2 separate regions of the Gasterosteus aculeatus genome follow, and region 2 is linked to region 1. Evidence: chromatin contacts called from public Hi-C data. All regions are on one chromosome and are shown on one strand. Each heading gives the region's core, a stretch centred on a gene start, on an enhancer-like site or on the middle of the called end of the contact. The rest is flanking DNA. Distances are from core to core; before and after follow the strand shown. Region 1 holds the start of slit1a (slit homolog 1a (Drosophila)). Region 2 overlaps slit1a (slit homolog 1a (Drosophila)).

Evidence for each region. A called contact is a pair of places that touch in the nucleus more often than the background predicts.
Region 2: a contact with region 1 is called in a Hi-C map of tail fin, with 7 times the contacts expected there. The contact joins the enhancer-like site here to the promoter of slit1a in region 1. A contact is called at or near these places in 5 of 6 Hi-C or Micro-C datasets (liver, skeletal muscle, tail fin and 1 more).

The regions. Positions count from the first base shown.
Region 1 is chr6:11,418,347-11,425,300 of fGasAcu3.hap1.1, forward strand. It overlaps slit1a (slit homolog 1a (Drosophila)), which reads left to right and starts at 3,549. Exons shown (of 36, transcript XM_040178712.2): 1 at 3,549-4,465. The coding sequence starts at 4,263. LOC120821000 (rho GTPase-activating protein 19) reads left to right here. Exons shown (of 10, transcript XM_040179318.2): 10 at 1-876.
Region 2 is chr6:11,488,160-11,495,113 of fGasAcu3.hap1.1, forward strand. It overlaps slit1a (slit homolog 1a (Drosophila)), which reads left to right. Exons shown (of 36, transcript XM_040178712.2): 24 at 1,625-1,696; 25 at 2,770-2,933; 26 at 3,028-3,152; 27 at 3,277-3,374; 28 at 3,460-3,599; 29 at 3,842-3,935; 30 at 4,046-4,183; 31 at 4,273-4,501; 32 at 4,595-4,725; 33 at 4,808-4,962; 34 at 5,760-6,048; 35 at 6,639-6,850. Among protein-coding and RNA genes, the nearest start is that of LOC120821127, 33 kb to the right of the region's middle. Within about 2 kb of position 4,577, at least 1 of the 9 cell types and tissues checked has open chromatin away from gene starts, as enhancers often do.

The sequences.
Region 1 (6,954 bases), core at 2,299-4,798:
AATGTTCAGCGAGTGAGATGCATTTACTCAAATGAATTTGTGGCTATTTAGGTTTTAATTTGCAAATGTATTTATTTTTGTATCATATGTATTGACACGGTGTGAAGTGCAGGCTTTTCTATTTAAATTTTACTTTTTAAGTTATAGTAGCTTTAGTTCAAATTTTAATGCAATGGGAACAAGACTTTGACTTTGAATCTGATATGTGCCTTTTAATTGAAAATATCTTTCATTTCTTTATAATGAAACATTGTATTAAAGATATCCTCTTTAAAATTCCAGATAACATTTGGTGAATGCTAAAATTCCGATAAAGAATTTATTCAGATATTGGTAAATTAAAGTAGAGAATGGAGGCACACAGTTAAAAACCAAAGCAACATCTTGTGTAGATTATATGATTTATATCAATAGTTTTCTCTTCCTTCCCAACACCCCACACGTTATACTAAAGAATACTGTGATACCTAAAAACTACTGCTATTTTAAACACATCTTGTTTTTTATTGTTTAATATGCATTGCTTTTTATGGTTTAATATGCATTGGTTTTTATGGTTTAATATGCATTTATGTTTTTAGAATTATTCAACTTTTTACTTCAAGTAAATGTATAATTCTTTTGTTCTATTTTTATTTTTTATTTTCAAAGGTTAATGAAGACAAATGCGTTTTCTCCCTTTTCTTGTGGTTTTATAACCAGGTGCAACTTGAACCTGCTCATTGTCTTAAAATATCGGCCTCTCCGATCACATGTAGCTCACATCGCCTGTTACAAGCTTTTGCAACTCAATTATACTGTGACGTTTGGTCAACGTGCCAACTGATGCTACTGAGAATCTATGCAACTCACTGCTATTAAAAGAAATCAAGCCGAGATCCATGTCCTTTCATTTGAAACATTAACACATGTATATACATATATTATATTAAACATGTAGGATGGATGAATTATGAACTCTCTGCCGTTTTTGCCACTTTTTCTTTCTTCGGGATTGATGAATAACTGATTCGGAACCACAAGGTGCTGCTGTTTAGCTGCAAATGATTCGTCTGCCTGAAACAGAGACTGTTGTCGACGACACCCTTATGAGAGAAATCTGCCGGTAAACTACTCGTTATGTTTAACACCCTAAATATAATAATAATAATTAAACTTAACTAACAAACTGAAGTAAACATGGCCAATCTTAGTACCTTTTTGAGTATCAATACGTCGCTGAAGGTGAACATTAGGACATCTGTACTGTCTGCAGTAAGCGATTGGCCTGAATGAAAGGTATTTTTACAGAGTTGGAGGGTGAATAGTAACAGAATAGGCTGCTCTCCAATAGGAGGAATGTCTCTGTGTCATTATGGTGTCCATGTCAACGCATGTTTGGTATTGTAAGTATATGTTGTAAACATCTGGAGAAATGGGTCTGCTTTTTCTCGTCTTCTGTAAATATACATCAGACAGCTTCCACAATAGGAATGGTATTGTTTTACATGCAGCATTCCTACTCGGAAGTGAGCACCATGACTGTAAAATGATTCAGACATACTGCAATCAACTTTACATCATCTGGTGTGCACACAAACCCACAAGCATATATGATGAGGGGATGTGATTTGAATGTGTGCACTAAAATGACCTTCAGTGGCAACTGAATTCCGTCTACGCTACAGATGTAGACCACACGAAAAGGGGGAAAAATTCTAGGTGGAAATATTTTTGTAGACTTCAGCATAGTTTTCTTTTCCCAACAATGGACAGCGTGATAATCATTCTTTCTTTTTCTCTGCCGAGTTCGAAATAGACACAACTACTATTTGAAGCATGCTGTGGAATTTTCTTGATGCTAAAATTGGTTCCTTTCTGTTTGAGCACTTCTCTGTTGCTTTCCCCCCCTTTTTGAGACAACGGAGAAGCAGCCGGTTTCGTCTGTGTAAACGTTGGGTTACAAGCTGGAGGATGATGTTCAATGAATCCCTCACTCCGTCTCTACCTTTCTCCATTAAGTGCAGCTATTTCCTCATCGGAGTCATTTGTTGGTGAGCGCTTGGGTTTTTTGCAACGCCTCCTTTCCCAAACTAATCGTAATTTGCTGCCATGTTCTTCTACAGGCTTTGAGAGCAGCAGAATGATTCCTGTTGTGCGTTTTGTGTACATTCTTATCACGACTCTATGAGAGTGGAGGGATGAACATCCACCCCCCATTACCCCTAAACACTACTCTCTCCTCTTCAATTAGCCGTTCATAGAAGGAAGCTCAACACTGCGGTGTGTGTGTGTGTGTGTGTGTGTGTGTACACCTGCACACCTGCACATGTACAGACATTCACGGCTCAGCATATGTGTGTGTTTCCAGTTGGGCAAGCAACAAAACAGGACGGATGAACCCCAAACTCAGATGTTGCCTCTTGCATCTTTCCTGCCTGATTTTAGTTAAAGTTAACGGTAGCTGAGGAATTTGTTACTTTTTGTTTAGTTTTATCGAAGTATCAAACTTATTTATTTTTTTAAACTGTAGTTTAAAACCAAGTAAACTGCTAATTAATCAATATTAGTATTTCCTTCTGAATCATTATATAAACTGGGGATGCTTTGCAGATGAATATATGAGCTGTTGTCTAACAAGTTCTTCAATATCTGTGAATCTCCGGATGAGCGAGCAATGAATCATTCAGGATTAATGCTGAATCAGAGGCTAAAAGGCAGCAAACCAATGAGGCATCATTACCTCCTTCGTTGCCAGTGCACTCCCCTTCATGAGGGGCTGTTGAACTAGTACCTCATACATACACTGTGTATAATAACATGGCAATTCATTATTGGATTTTTATGCAGATTCACAGATATTTAGGATCTATTAATTACACTAGTTCAGTGACAGTTATGCAATAAGTGCTTCTTGTTGCTCCTTTTTGTTTGTAACTTCTCTCAACTCCCTTCACCTTATTTGAAAGTGTGACTATTTGTTTAATTGTGCTGCGAGCTGTGAACATAAACCCATACAAAACGAGAAGCGTGTTTCCTGCCCACATCCAGAACACTGGTTTGCGATTCCGCCAACTGATTCATCACTTTGCTTTTGGAAAAGTTCCCTGAAAGCTGCAATTACACTGTCAACAACCACTGCGCTCTAATACGTCCACTTTTTAATCAAACGATTTCTTAAGCCGTTAAGAGGTGGATCGTGTGCCAGTTAGCGCCTTTGTTGCTGTTTGTTTGCCTTCCCAACAGATCATAAATACTGTTAATGCGTTTGTGTGGACGTGCTTGTGTGTCTTTGTGCTTTTTCATTCAGCTCCCTGCTGCAGCTTCAGTGTGCGTGTGCTTGATCTACATGTTGAAACTCACACTTACAGATTCTATATTCTTGATGCTTTTTGCCTCCGAGGACTAAGGTGTTGATTCGTCTCTCTCCCAGTGGATTCGCCTTCGTTACACACACACACACACACACACACACACACACACACACACACACACACACACACACACACACACACACACACACACACACACACACACACACAGAGCCTCTCCCTTTGGGAAGGGGTTATGCAGTGTCATGCAGGTCTCTTTCTAAGGGGTTTGCCTGCAGGCAAACCAGAAAGAAAAAGAAAACGGATAACCAAAGATAACTGGGGCCGTTATTCTATTGTGCGTAGAATCAAGGGAACGAAAGAGGGATCTTGAGAATGAGAGTGAGTTCAGGCAGGGTTCTGGGGGGGCTGGAGGGGGGGTATGAGAGGAGGGGTAGGGGTGGAGTCGGGAGGCTCTGCTATTTGTAGATCCATGTGATGGATGACTGGTGTGTGTGTGTGTAAGCGAGCGAGAGAGAGAGAGACTGAGAGACTGGCTGTTTTTTTTTTCTCTTTCTGCTCTTTCCCTGTTCCCTCTCTCTTCAGGCGAGCAGAGCAGCGCGGGACTGAGTGAGAGGAGGACAGAGGACGCAGAGCGCGCGCAGCACAGCAACTCCAAAAAGACAAGAGAGGAAAATAGTTTTCAAGGAGAAAAATAAGAGAAAGAAAAAAAGCTTTTTTTGTCAGCAAACTGTGGTGGATCTCATACCTACATCAAAGAAAGCTAGAAGAACAAAAAGGAATTACTGTTTCACAGCTAAGAGGAAAATAATAGAATTCTTTTTATAGCCTTGTTCTCTATTCATATTCACCACACATTATATTGCTATTTTTAGAGGACTTGCCAGGTGTAGCAGGACTTTCTTTTGTACGGGTTTTGTTGAAGAATAGCTGGCTGCAGTGGCAGTGAACATGTCCGTCGGAGGTGGCCGTTTCGGGGCAGGCACGGGCAGGCGGGCTGGGCTCTGGATGTGGGTGGTGATGCTCTCTGCGCTGCTCGTGGGCAATGTCAGTGCCTGTCCAGCCCTGTGTACCTGCAGCGGCACCACAGTCGACTGCCATGGACTGGGTCTCAAAACCATGCCACGGAATATCCCCCGCACCACCGAAAGACTGTAAGTACCAACTGTACTCCTGTGTGTGTGTGTGTGTGTGTGTGTGTGTGTGTGTGTGTGTGATAGATGACTACTAACTGTGTCCACCTTTCTTATTTATTCACTGTAGGCCTTTGTGTGCTTTCTGTATTGTAGTGGTGCACATGACTTTGCTTGGACTGAAAGAGAACAATAGCTTTGCCTGTAAAGCTGCGTGTGTGTGTGTGTGTGTGTGTGTGTGTGTGTGTGTGTGTGTGTGTGTGTGTGTGTGTGTGTCAGTCAGTGGCTGGCATTCCAGTCAGGTATAAATAGGCATGAGGGACAAGACGGAGCAGATGTGTCCCTTTCACATGTGTCCATAATTTACTTACCTGCTTACTGCGTGTATTTTAGATTTTATTCTAAATCCAGAAAGCCAAATATTTAATTGTCTAAGTTGATTTTCTTTCTGATGATCCAAACATTTAGAAATCCAAAGGTGAAGTTTTTAACGTAAAGTTTCAGCCAGAGACGGATCCGCTGGCTCGTCCTGTGGGCAGCTTGGATTGAGTTATGTTTGGGAACACGTTTCCTGTCCACGCAGCACTGTGCCTCTCTTTATCTCCCCCCCCAACACACTCCCCCCTTTCCCCTTTTTTACTTTCCTCAACTCCTGGGACAAAGTCTCCCCTCTCAACCCCCTTCTCATGCCCCTGAATGCTCACTCCACAAAATTGTTAAATCATGTAGAAAATTAAGCAAATCTGCTACTTAAGGGAGCCTTGCACGAGAATCCTGAAGCTGTCGTGTAGAGCGAAGGGAGGGAGGGAGGGAGAGAGAGGTGAGGTGAGGCAGACGCCGGCTCGCTGAGTTGAGTTTTTCCTGTCTTTTCTAACATTCTTTTGAAATATTCATCAGGAAAATCAAAAGTGAGGAGTGCAAGGGGAAGTAGATTGTTCTATTTCAGCTTTTAGAATATCATGCCTGAATAAAACATGCCACGGTAACGGCAGGGAGAGAAAGCCTGTGTCGCAGGCAGCGTTCGCCACAGCTGGCTGCATATTTTATGCTTTTCATATTTAATTTCTAAGAACATCTCTTTTTTTTGTTGCGGTCTTGGTGTTTCCGAGTTGCTTCTGTGCACATGCTGATTCAACATCGAGGCAGAGGGGAAACACAGTTATTTTGTGGTTTCCTTTTACATGAATGGCCATACACACTTTTAAATATACCCTGACCCTCCCCTCAAGAGCGTTTTTGTGTTAAAAGTTGTGTGTGCATTCATAGGGTCGTGTACAGCAGGGGATTTTATCGCTTCAAGCGCAGCTCACACAGGATGCTGCCTTTTAAACGTAATGTGTATAAAGGTCATGCGTAAATTATTCCTTGGTCGTTGCCTTTTTTTAGGGGGGGGGGGTGGAGGGGCTTGTGTGTGGGCCGCATGTATTCGATGTGTGTGTAGGTCGTGTAGAAGAGAGCCAGGCACTATACTTAACAATCAAGACTCCTGCAGGCGGCTCCACAGGGTGATTCATCAAGGGGATTGTGCAAACGCACCCTGCGTCACATGATGCTCCCGTGTGGATTGCAAGATTTATGTGAACTCATTTGGAAAATGTGCGTTTGTGTTCGAGAAATTTTGCAAACGCCACCAGGGTCAAAGATGAGTAACCTGCTGGTCAAGTCTTTGTAAAATTGTTTTGTTTTTTTGTCCCGTGGATAAAATGTTAACAGAACGTTTTTCTCGTTAGAAATTGATCGAAATCGCAAACATTTCAAATACATCATGTTTTCAATTCTACTTGCCTCACTTTAATGGAAGGGGGGCGGAATAGTATTAGTGTTGGTACCAAGAATTGTGTGTGTGTGTGTGTGTGTGTGTGTTTATGGGGAGGGGTGTGTGGATGGAAGGTGTTGAGGCAGACAGCAGAATCCCATTTGCACTTGTCAGTGTGGGTTTGGATCAGGTCTGACCCCTGCGCTCCTCAGACTGAATCCTGTAATGAGTCTGTGAGCTCCATCTATTAAAATCACACCCTGCTTCATTCCGGCCTCCGGCCTCCCCCCCCCCCCTTTCCTCCGTCCATGGACCAATCCGTCCACTCCGTCCTTTCCTCGTCTCTCTTCTTCCTCGTCTTTATTCATCTGCTGTGAACAAAAGAACACTTTATGATCGCACGGATGTGCCGAGTCTGTGTGGTTGATTAGATTTGACTCTCATAGACCGTAAAGGTTCTCCAAGTCAAGCTTTTTGCAGCCTTTTTATCTCACCGCTTCATCCTGCCAACGGGCCTGCTGCCTAGAAAAGTGTGGCCTCAGTTCATTACAAAAAGCCAGTGTAGCGAAGATGTATTTGCACCAGAACATAACACTGAACTGAGATTTGGGGGCATGTTGGAGCTTCTCCAGAATAAGGAAGGAGGAGGCTTCACACCATATGTGTCTATGTGTAATAGTGTGTGTGTGTAGTGTGTGTTTTTCCTGCGTGCCTGTATAAATCCCGGGTTTACTTGTGTTTGCCCATAAACTTC
Region 2 (6,954 bases), core at 3,327-5,826, 71 kb after region 1:
GGGGGTGAAAGCTGTGACAAAAGAAAGAGATATGAAAGAGTGTGATGAAGGAAAAAGCTGAAATGAGAGGTAATGCCTGCAGAAGAATGAAATCAAACCCGACATGTTCTCAAACTGCAGGTTGATGCAGTGCTGTGTTAGAATGCCAGTATCACATCATGCTCAGAGCATGTTGCTTGGAGATCTGAAAAAAATCACAAAACATTATTAACTTCTTGCACGTGAACAAGCCCGTTTGAACAATTTAAAGATCTGTGCACACTGTCATAAACCATCATATTATCTCTCCAGAGACATCGAATGCGATTCCATTCCGAGGTTTGTGCCAAGCTAAAGATAGATTGACTTAGCTAAGATGGAGCGGTCAAATGATTTACAGCTGCAGAAAAGAAAAGTAAAAAAAGGATAGACAGAGAGAACGTTAGCAGGAGAGCGGATCAGGTTCCTTCCTGGAGACTCCCTGGCTCCTTTCTCCCATGAGATCTCTGCGTAGTTGGCACAATGCGCCTGGCTTCCCGCCCTCAGCATCCTAACTCCCGACTGCCGCAACCCAACTAGTGACTCCACACTAATAAGCTCCCCCCTGCACGCGGGCCAATTAGCATGTTGTCTCAGACGGTCACATTGTATATTCTCCCGTTCCTGCGTAAGCGTGTCTCTACATCCTTTCATCGACCAGCTTTGCTTTCTGTATTCTTTCCTCTGACTCACCGGCTTACGGTTAATCCACAGTTAATCACACAAAAAAATGTCTACCCACCGGTACCGACCATCCAGGCGCAGAGAGCTGCGTGTCTTTGTGCTGCAGACCGTGGTGACATTAGCTGCGGTCAGCCGAGGGTTGGAGGTGGTGACGACCCTGCGGCTTACAGCAGCCATCAGTCATTTGGCCATTAAGCCGTGTTTCCTTGTCAGCCTTGATAGTATACACAGAACACCAGAGGAAATGGCAGTAAATCAAGTATAGTGTGTGAGCTATACAAATCAATGTAATGCATGTGCTTAAGTATGCAAACACATTAATATACCTGTAAATCTTCACACAGACAATTACACTAATGTTTTTCCACCCTCGTGCATGTTGTGCGACTCTACCTCCTTCTTTGGTGTCAGCCAGTCACACATAGAGACCCGACACCCGTCGTGTACGTACTTATAGACCCTCATATCTCCGCCAGCTGTCTATGGCTTAGCCAAATGTACAAAGCCGAAATGACCACCCAAAGCGACACTAAAATATCCTTCAAAGGGGTCAAAGTTGTCATTATCGATTCGCTGCTCAATTAAACTTGATTCCCTTTGACTACGAAATGTTAGAAGACTGTGACGGGCCGGTTGGTCTCCAAACTCCACAATTCCACAACATTACATTAACAAATAACTTGTTTTGTCTCTGCAAAAGATATTCAACATTATGTCATAATATAAATACCAAAACCAGCAAAATTTGGAAACTGTAGTATGAAACTTTTGGCTTTACTTTAAAGGTCATGAATTGACTGTTTTTTTTTTATCAATTAATTGTCTAATATGAGAGGAAAGTTACACCAAGCATAATTTCCTTCCAGTGATGAAGTATTTCTATGGTCATCATGTTTCCTCTCTCTCCTTGATCACCCCGCAGGTCTCTCCATGGCAACGAAATCTCAGAGCTTCCTGATGGAATCTTCAACGACGTGGCGTCGCTTTCCCACTTGTAAGTAGCACAAGCAGTAACGCAAATTCAGGCACAGAGGGGGGTCCGGTCAGGCAGCCGGAGCGCGTGGCTCACAGTGGCCTGTCTGTAGTCCTCTTTGGTGGGCTTCACATGAGCCAACCCCCCCCCAAAAAAATCAACCGCAGTCCTGCGGTCAAAGTAGCACACAGAACCCAGTACTGTCTCATCTCCCTGTCACATCTCCGAAACACATGCACACACACACACACACACACACACACACACACACACACACACCGGTTTAACCATGTTCTGTAGACGTCTGTGTATGTTTATGTCTGTAATCCTGCGTGAGGCGTAGTGCGCTTGTGCATGTACTAGTGGACGTGTGTGAAACGGTAATCGTAGTGTCACAGTGCGGTATCTTTGCAGTCTGCCCTCTGCCATACAACCTGGATACTCGCATCCTCCCTTGACGGCCACTGATCAATAGACCGATCAGTGTCTCAGTTGGAGGTGGAAGGGTGGGAGGGTGGTGGGGGGCAGAGAGGACTAAACAAAGACATATTTTGGATGGCTGTACAGCAGTCAAGGCTGCAGGAAAACATGGTGAAGGAAGGTACGCGGAGCAGCCATTGATCCACAGTCGCAGTCAAGTGGCTTTCATGTTGGCAGATGTCAGATGTCAGCTATTGGCCGGGCCTGAAAGATGAGCCTGTGTTCCACCGTAATGGAACAGCATCGATTCACGAGTGTTTGCGCATGCAGCGGGAGGACAGAGCGGCATTGATTCACGGCCACCGTGACAGAAGTGGTTAGGAGTGCCTTCTGTTTGCACCTTTGTCTATAATTGAGAAGCCCTTCTCCAGATGATGCATGCACAAAGTGGCCTGGAGCATTCAACTTTAAATCTTGTTTAATCTTTGAGGAAAAAGCGGTTTATTTCTACGGCACTCAAAATTGGGCTGTTTTGATTTCACGTAACGCTGTAGAGACACCTGTTGGTAACACGGCGTATTACAGTGGATGGCAGAATTTGCTTCTGAACTAAATGAGGCTGAAAAGTATAACCTGGAATCCTGAGACCATTGACACGTTTATCTACCTATTAGGGCAATTGGTGCGAACCCCTTGCACTGTGACTGTCACCTGCGCTGGTTGTCCGACTGGGTGAAGACCAGCTACAAAGAGCCCGGCATCGCCCGCTGCGCCGGCCCGCAGGGCATGGAGGGCAAACTGCTGCTCACCACACCTGCCAAGAAGTTTGAATGTACAGGTGAGCAGTTGGGACGGACACAGATGTATAACATGAGCAGCACTGGTATCTACGTGCGATTCATTGTTTTTTTCCGCTCTGGTGTGTCTCTCAGGCGACGTGGACACTACAGTGGTGGCCAAGTGCAACCCCTGTGTGTCGAGTCCCTGTCTGAACCACGGCATCTGTCACAGCGACATGGTGGAGATCTACAGGTGCAGCTGTCCTCCAGGATTCAAGGTCAGAGCTGCGCGATGCTAGCGCCCATTTGTGAATATCCTCTATGCCTTGCAGGATGCATGATTTATAGCCAAAGAATGATTGAATTATGAATGTGATTTGTCTTTGTCTTTCACGGTCTCAGGGAAAGAACTGTGAGACCGCTCTTGATGCCTGTTTGAGTTCCCCATGTGCCAATAGAGGAACCTGCCAAGTGAATGACGGCGAGGAGGGACAATACAGGTGAGGAGGCCAAGCTTTTGAAGTCGTGTTTATCTCAAAAGAACTTGAAAACGATGAGGGCAATGACCGTGTACATTCTTCTCAGTTGCACGTGTCCACTGGGCTTCGAGGGCCCCACCTGCCAAACCAACATTGACGAATGTGAGGACAACGACTGTGAGAACGGCGCCACCTGCCTCGATGGAGTCAACAACTACACTTGTTTTTGTCCCCCCTACTACACGGGTTAGTTCATGCAGCACAGTTTGACTCAAGTAGCAAGTGCACTGCAAAATACATTATATATATTACCGTTGTTTTTAACGAGTCTGATACTTCTTACAATACAGTCTAGTTATATATCTTTGAACTGATTTGACTTTGTTAAAATGTAAAAATTGATTCGATTACGTTCCGTTGCTGTTTTGGCAGGATGGTTCTTTCTCCGTCATGTGCAACAGTTTTTTCTAATACTCATTTCGCTGTAGGGGAGATGTGCGAAGAAATGGAGGACGTGTGTGCCCCGGGACGGAGCCCCTGCAAACATCAGTCTACCTGCCTCATCACCTCCAATGGCCCCAAGTAAGTGTTCGGATGCAGCAACCAACTGTGACTCTATCACATGCTGACAAATAGACGAAACCAGGATGTCGCTTTGCCCTGATTCCAGTGTTCTGGTCCGTGTGTCTCAGGTGTGTGTGCTCTCCTGGTTACGTTGGCGACGACTGCAGCGTAGACTACAACGACTGCGAGGAGCATCGCTGCCAGAATGGAGCTCAGTGTGTGGATGAGCTCAACGGATACGCCTGCGTCTGTCCCGAAGGATACAGGTGAGCGCAGCGCACGTTCGACCCAACGCGCCGGCGCCTTTTCATCTGCTTCACCACCAACGCCGCCCTCCTTCTCTGTGCCTCCGTAGCGGCCAGCTGTGTGAGTTCCTCCCATCTGCGCTGTCCTTGTGCGAGCTGGCCGACTGCCAGAACAACGCCCCGTGTTTGGAGCGGGGCGGGCGCGCGCTCTGCCAGTGCCCCCCGGAGTTCGGGGGTCCCCGCTGCGAGAAGCTGGTCAGCGTCAACTTCATCGACAGAGACTCGTACCTGCTGCTCTCGGACCTCAAGAACTGGCCGCAGGCCAACATCACCTTGCAGGTATCCGGTGTGCTGATGTGTGAACATGCGTGGGTTTGATATCTGTGTGTACGGACCTGAACTATTCAAAACGCAAACGTCTCCCCTCCGCAGGTGTCAACAGCTGAGGACAACGGGATCCTGCTGTACAATGGGGACAATGATCATATTGCTGTGGAGCTCTACCAAGGTCACGTCAAGGTCAGCTATGACCCTGGCAGCCAGCCAGGATACGCCATCTACAGGTGAGCTGCCTTTGAGGCCGCGAGCGTTTCTGTCGCCGTCAGCCGATGGAAAGATGTCCAATCTCTTGTTTTCCTTTGGCAGTACTGAGACTATCAACGATGGCCAGTTCCACACCGTTGAGCTCGTGACCTTTGACCAGATGGTGAACCTGTCCATCGACGGGGGTCTCCCCACAACAATGGACAGCTTTGGGGCGGTGCGGCCCCTGAACGGGGAGGCTCCACTATACGTGGGGGGTAGGGGCCCTCTCCAGAACACACCTCCCTCCTCTGCAGGCACTCTTAACTACTACACTACTGTCAATCACCCCCCCTCCCCCCTCGCTTTGTCACCGCTGCAACCAAACCCCTCCACTCGACCGTGCAACCCCCTTCAGCCCCATCCTGCCTCCACCCGCACCATCCCCACCTTCAGTCATGACTGCGTGTCCAATTCACAACGAATAAAACGCCAAGAACCCATTTCGCCTTGACAGATAAAACGCAACTCTCACAAATGTAAAGTGTGCCCTCTAGTGACGATCATGGGAACTACCAGTGAGATTTGTTCTGTATTTGCACGCATGTGTTTGTAGAAACACTGCACCTCTTTGATGGTTTAGCCCATCTTGGCATCCACATCATTTGAAGTTTTTGCTGAAAGATACGCAAAAGGCCTTTCTTTCATTCGTTGTCATGCACTACTAGCTTTGGTGTTGACATGACAGTTTGCTCATGACTGACGCAGCATGGGTACGGTGTGTTTCAGTGATTTGTTGAGCCGTACATTCGTCATTAAAACGACTCTACAGGAGACATTTTCCCACTTTGCCCTTCGCTTTCATTTGTTTCAAAGATGATGTGTCCTGTGGTGCAAATGCTACAAAGCCCACGTATGTTAATTTGACAAATGGCATATGCGCTGTTGGGATACCCATATTTGAAATGCCTTCCCTCATTACGCTCATACCAGCCCCGTATTGGTTGTCTGTTTGTGATCCACGACGCAGGACTTCACACCTATTAAAGTCCCCTGTTTTCCCCTCCTGCTCCAGGAATGCCGGTGGCCGTGCACTCCGGCGCTTTCCGTCTCTGGCAGCTCCAGAACGGTTCCAGTTTCCATGGATGCATTCAGAATCTATACATCAACAATGAGCTCCAGGACTTCACCAAGACACAGATGAAGCCTGGCGTGGTACCGGGCTGCGAGCCCTGCAAGAAGATCTACTGCGTGCACGGCATATGCCAGCCCGATGGCTTCCAGGGACCAGTGTGCCACTGCCAGCCAGGCTGGACTGGGCCGCAGTGCGATCAGACAGCCACCAACCCCTGCCAGGGCACCAAGTACGTTAGTGAACGGAAACACCGTATTTAACAGCAGACATCTTAGTGCCCATTGTCTGCTCACACAACGGGCGGTAGTGAAAGAAGCGCTAAAATCCTTTACTTAAGTAAGAGAGGACAATGTAAAGATTTATGATTACATGGAGTGCATCCAAAAACCTGTTTGATTAAAAGCAGAGGTCAGCAAAAAGGTCCTAAAGAATCAGGATTTATCAGGTCCTGCAGAAAAAAAGCCATAAACAATACTTTTACGACCCAAGGGACATTTTCTGTGGCTGTTTCATAACTTTGTACATAGATCATCATACATAGATCATCATCGGGTATCATACATCATTTAGTTTATGGTTTGTCAACCTTCTGTAAGGCACACTTCTACATTTTAATTTCATATGTTTTAGGTGTTAAAGAAACTAGCTTTTATACTACTACAACATGTGAGCTACCTCAGTCCGACCTAAAGTAGGCAACATACAACAACAGTGAATGTAGTTGGTGGCTTTCAATGCATCAAATCCATGACACTGCTTTCAAACCATAAACTTACTTGACTTGTGGGGAATTTGATCAACGTGACTGTGTGTTACTAGGTGCGTGCATGGAAAGTGCATCCCTCTGGACCCTCAGTCATATCGCTGCGAGTGTGAGGAGGGTTACCGCGGCGCCCTGTGTAACCAACAGGGTGAGCTGTTCAACCCCTGCCGGCGCCTGTCTTGCAAACACGGCCGCTGTCAGATCTCGGACACGGGAGAGGCCTACTGTCACTGCGAGAGCGGCTACACCGGGGGGCTCTGTGATGCAGGTGGGTTTTCTCTGTGTAGGCGCTCTGAAGTTTGTTCATGGAACCGTGCGAGGTTCTACTGAAAAGGACCACGAGCCCTCATTGACTTTAACGCATACTTTTAC